Regions from separate parts of the Mus musculus genome. Here region 2 is linked to region 1. Evidence: chromatin contacts called from public promoter capture Hi-C data. All regions are on one chromosome and are shown on one strand. The core of a region is the stretch at or near the end of the contact, and the rest is flanking DNA. Distances in the headings are between cores, read along the strand shown.

What was found. Promoter capture Hi-C pulls out the DNA fragments that hold promoters and counts their contacts.
Region 2: a contact with region 1 is called in a promoter capture Hi-C map of macrophages, with 9 read pairs. The contact joins the enhancer-like site here to the promoter of Htr2a in region 1. A contact is called at or near these places in 2 of 39 promoter capture datasets (liver and macrophages), 2 of 15 datasets of contacts at CTCF or cohesin (the G1E-ER4 cell line and the NIH/3T3 cell line), 8 of 484 Hi-C or Micro-C datasets (the G1E-ER4 cell line, bone marrow-derived macrophages, extraembryonic ectoderm and 3 more), 6 of 115 datasets of contacts at active chromatin or transcription factors (bone marrow-derived dendritic cells, bone marrow-derived macrophages, embryonic fibroblasts and 2 more) and 1 of 9 other capture datasets (adipose tissue).

The regions. Positions count from the first base shown.
Region 1 is chr14:74,639,459-74,642,158 of GRCm38.p6, forward strand. It overlaps Htr2a (5-hydroxytryptamine (serotonin) receptor 2A), which reads left to right and starts at 1,416. Exons shown (of 3, transcript NM_172812.3): 1 at 1,416-2,700. The coding sequence starts at 2,475. It overlaps Gm41210 (a long non-coding RNA gene), which reads right to left and starts at 1,388. Exons shown (of 3, transcript XR_874820.3): 1 at 1-1,388.
Region 2 is chr14:74,688,492-74,691,206 of GRCm38.p6, forward strand. The region is part of intron 2 of Htr2a (5-hydroxytryptamine (serotonin) receptor 2A); the gene reads left to right. Among named protein-coding and RNA genes, the nearest start is that of Esd, 42 kb to the right of the region's middle. Within about 2 kb of position 1,335, at least 10 of the 459 cell types and tissues checked have an H3K27ac peak or open chromatin away from gene starts, as enhancers often do. A contact at or near this core is called in bone marrow-derived dendritic cells, bone marrow-derived macrophages and macrophages, where this site is marked.

The DNA of each region.
Region 1 (2,700 bases), core at 166-2,665:
AACATTTGTGCATGTTGTCTGATACCTCACTGTAACCCAGGGATGGAGCTAAATACCACCCTGGGAGGAGAGAGCACTGGGCTCTAAAGGCAACTGAGTTAGGTTGTATGAGTTAAAAAGCTGGATTCTGAACCAAAGGACTATGACTCCCACACCTACTCTGTATACACGTGCGCACTAGCGCGCGCGCACACGCACTCGCACACGCGCACGCACACGCACGCGCGCACACACACACACACACACACACACACACACACACACACACACACACACACACACACACGGCATGCACTGCACTCACAAGACCAGCAGCCCAGTCCCAGGTAGGCAATCTGGGAAATTATGTGCCTGCCCAGGAAGAGCAGAAGGGCTCCCCACTGTGGGCTGAGCAGAGGAGAGCTGAGAACTTTGCGTGCGGGGCAGGGAATGCTGGGAACCTCTGGGCATAGGCAGGAAGAAGGGATGAAGGGCTGGGTGGACCGTATGATGATTTCATGAGCCAGGAGGACATGTGGCAATAAACCTCAAAGAGAGGGTCAGGATGGAAGGTCTCCTGGGTCATAGACAAACGGATCTAGAAGGCAACTGGACATTTAGCTCACTGCCATGAGGAGAATTGACAACACATCGAAGGCACAGGAGTGGCTGAACTGAGAATGTAAAAGACAGAGAGAAGAATGAGATGGACAGAACCCCCCAAAAGCCCCTGGTGTCCAGGATTATTATAAGAAAGTAATCCATTTTCTTATCTGTCATGAGTGCATCTATCTTCCTTTAAGGACCACTTGGGAGAGAGCTTCTTTTGCATGTGAGTCGCTTTATCATTAGGGTCACTTCTGGGGGAAAAAAACATAGAACAAAATAGAACAAAACCCTTCATTTTCTAACATGAAGTTTTTCATTATTTCTTGGCGACAGGTTTGAGATGAAGAAAAGTAAGCTAGTTACAGGATGCATACACATAGCAATAGTGTGTGTGCTTAAATGCATTTAAGTAACTAAAAATTGTTCTGATAGTTTATCAGTTATTGCCACAGACTTCCTGATTCCTCTGAACTCATGTCGCCACGGTCAGCCATCCCTCCTGGACACATCATCACTGGCTTGGATAGAAGTGCTGGATGCTCCCAGATCCCAGGACATGCCGTTTTCTAGCCTTATTTATCTTCTCATTCTTCACCCCTCAGCCTAAAAATATGACTGCCATGTACCCCTCCTGCCTGCTGTCCCCTAAGCTGTCTCCTTGTTCTCTCTTTTTTTAAGGAAAGGTTCCTAATTAACCTGTAGCAGAAAGAATGGGGGCGCGCGGGGGAGGGGGTTGTTTGGTCCGCCCTTCCTGGCTGTTGCCACCTTGCAGGTTATGACACAGTGACAGAGGGAGGTCTGAGGAAGGAGGCAACCAGGAGGGGCTTATTCTTTTGGAGCTCCGGGAGCCTCTTGATACAGACAGCGTTTCCTACTTTCCCTGCGGCTCTTTTGTGTGACTTTGAGAGGGGCTCCCTAGTGACTGATTCCTCTCTGTGCGCTCGCCTCAGCAAGCAGCCAGGCTCTGGGAGGGAAGACCCAACCAAGCTCAGCAGTAGCAGAAGCAGCCAGCACAGACTTCAACCGTGCTGGAACCGGCATGCGGTTTTTGAAGTCAGCAGAAACAGAAATCAAATTACTATCATCTTATGCTGCTAGAAGCTCAAAGAGAGGGGATTCCACACTGGCCTAGTCACCATGCGACAGGCAAGTCACAGGATAGCGGACCCTGGCGACAATGAATGTAAGTTCCTCGGCTGCTGTCCTTTACTGCTGTGGGATTTTCTTTCTGCTTAAAGTCACGCTTGGCTAGAATGCCGTCATTGCCGCGAGAATTTCTGATGTGGAAAGTTCTCTGCTGCGCTTCGGGATGCGTTTTCCTTTCGTTAACTGAGCCAGAGATACAAGCTGAAATTCCTGACCATCGCTGCGGCGATTCTGCCTGAGACTAAAAAGGGTTAACCCTTATGATGGCATTAACATTGCGTGGATTTTTAATTGACTTCCTTAATTAATATAGAGGGCACACAGCCCTCCCTCCTCGTTTTGGATCTCATGCTGTTTTAACTTTGTGATGGCTGAACTCTTGAAAGCAGCATATCCAACCCGAGAATTGGCTGAAAGATTCTCACCGGATACAAAACTTTTCTTCCTTAACCAGGAACACGTTTGTGTCTCCAAATGCTCCACACTGCTTTTTTTGCCTTTGCTTCCGTGAGAACTTACAGCTCCGCCGTGGACTCTCCCTAGCACTGTGAAGCGAGGCATAATCAAGAGCCATCACACTTCTGTAACTCTTACTATGGAAGAGGAGAAAGCAGCCAGAGGAGCCACACAGGTCTCCGCTTCAGCATGCCCTAGCTCCAGGACGTAAAGATGAATGGTGAGCCCCGGCTATGACTCGCTAGTCTCTCCACACTTCATCTGCTACAACTTCCGGCTTAGACATGGAAATTCTCTGTGAAGACAATATCTCCCTGAGCTCAATTCCAAACTCCTTAATGCAATTAGGTGACGACTCGAGGCTCTACCCTAATGACTTCAACTCCAGGGATGCTAACACTTCCGAAGCCTCGAACTGGACAATTGATGCTGAAAACAGAACCAACCTCTCCTGCGAAGGGTACCTCCCACCGACATGCCTCTCCATTCTTCATCTCCAGGAAAAAAACT
Region 2 (2,715 bases), core at 85-2,584, 49 kb after region 1:
TACATTGGAATCACGTAGGGGTTCCATGGGACATGCCTGTGCCCATGTCCTCAGGCTTTCCTAAAATGCAAAGTCAAACTCCATATGGATGCAGCCAGATGTTTGTTTGTTTGTTTGTTTGTTTGTTTTTTAAGTTGCACATTGGTCCCAATGTATATCCAATAACCAATAATACTGCAAAGAGGACCAAGAGCCATTAGCTGGCCTCTGAGCCTTCTCTTCTGTTTCTAAGCATGAAGTCAGAGGATTTTGAGAGAGAGTGATAGCCCATGCAGATGTTCATAGAGGTACCCAGGCAGGATATGGGCACATGATACCTTTTAGTATGATCTCCCTGGAAGCCAGTTTTCCTCCTTCAAAACACAAGAGAGAGACAAGCTAGGCCTATATATTCGCTCTATCTGCAAAGCCAGGCAGGACCAGGTGGGCCTTCCTCTCCCTCAGTTGCTTTGATCAAATCAATTTTCCTGCCTCCTGCTTCCACTTCTAAAGACCTCGATGATTACATTGGGCCCACCTGGGTGGTCCAAGGTGTACAGCCTATTTTAATATCAACTGATCCGTATGCTTTACTCCTGACTGTCACCTTAACGCCTCTTTACTGTGGAACGTGACCTAGAACATAGCCATGCATTCCGGGAGCCTAGTGAGGGTACCTCTAGAACACCATTATTCTGCCTACCACAAAATACATCAGGTACAAATGTTTAATGGGCTGCAGAAAACTAAACAACTTCCTGTTATTCTCACAAAATCTAAAAGTTAGCTTGCACATTATAGAGATGTTTGCAACTTGATCAGCAGGATCTACACATACAACACACCACACACACACTCTCTTTCTCTCTCACACACACACACAACATACTACACATACAAACACATGAAATCACCACATACACACACACGCACCACATATAAACACAACACACCTCACATGCACACACACACACACACACACACACACACCACAGGTACCCATAATATGGCTAAAAAGATGATCTCATTATTCTAAACGTACCCCTGTGAAATGGAAAACTATAGCAACTTTCTAGAAGTTTCTGTTTCCATCCTATTGATTTCCCACATTGCAGAGCCCTTCCTACCTGACAGACTCTAATAGGTCCTTTTGTGTTAACCTGGAAGAGCTACCCAGCAAATGAACTCCTTCCGGGATGTCAGGGTGCCATGTTTCCCCGGTAGCTTATCACCCTTCCTCTGCATCTCCTCATAAAAGATCTGACTCATTTACTTCTGACTGTGACTTCTGTTCCTTACGATGTGTCCTAATTATAAAGAACTTCCCTGTTCTCAAGAAAGCACTGTCCAGAAAAAGCAGAACAGGGAAGCAGGGAGCCTGTTTTACCAACAGGGATGAACATGTGTGCACACAGACCACACATATCCAACACATTCACTGTTCATCTAGGCCCAGGGATCCAACATGTCTTATGCATGAGAGTACTGGCAGAGCCCACCTCTTCTAAACTTGGACACACAAATGTAAACGTCTGCGTTCATCTCTAAGGGTGTCTGCTCTCTGTCCCCACCCCCCACCCCGACATCCTCCACAGCTTACGTTGGGGGAGAATCCATGACAGTACAGGGCTAGGGCACCACTTCTCAGGAATTCAATGGCGGAACTTAAACGTTATAAGAAACAGTGGAAGAGATGGTAATTTAAACAATATTAGCCTGCAAATTGTGCATTAAAGGCCTATAGTAAAAGGCAATTATCCCTTCACACTAAGGTCCAGAGGCTACCCCATGCCGCCTTCATTTTTATGTTTCCTCTGGGAAGCCATAACCCTGCTTTCACCTCAACTGCATCTTAATGGCTCTAAAACTGAGGTGATCTCCCCTGTGTTACAAGTACACGAAAGAGGTGTGTGTTCAAAAAACATTGCACAGGGCATGACATAACTTCTAAGCCCCTATAACCTGAGGATTCAAGACCCAAGAGAGAGGCCTGACCACCTCAACTCTTTAAAGGGAGAGAACTTGGCCCCTGAACCTGCACAACTCATGTCTAAACTTGTTATGCTGGGGCCACACGGTGTTAAAGAACAAAGACTACAGAGCCAGATTGAGTATAGGTCAAAATTCTAGTTCAGCCACTCACTGTGTGACCTTGGGCAAGCTGATTAACCCCTCTGTCTCTCCATTTTCTCATCAGCAAATAGAGATAATGCTACTGCACAGGGTTGCTATGAGGAATGAGCGAGCTAATTTGCAAAAAGCACTTAGGGTGAGTCTGGAACAAAATAAGTTTTATATAATATTTGCTGCTAATCTGATTTTTTAATTTTTGGTTATATAAAATGCTGTTTTCTTATGACATTTTTGTACACACACACATATGTATATATCTCATTATTTTGCTCATTGTCACCCCCATTATCCTGTCTTTTGTCCCTAAGTAATCCCCATTCTGCTTTAAAGTGGGTATGTGGTTGTTGTGACCACCCCATGCCAAGTTCTCCCAGTACAGGGTTAGGTCAGAAGCATTAAGAGAATTTTACCAGCTGAAACATTACAGACAACACAAATTAGAGGAGTCTCTAATAGAGAGTTTAGATAGAGGATTCTCAAATTAATATCTTTATCTGCATCTTCTACGAAGCCCAAGCTGCCTAAATTATTAACCCTCAAAAGACCTATATTTGGGCAGCCTCTTAGGTCTGTTGCTAAGATGAGAAAGTCTACGACTTAGTC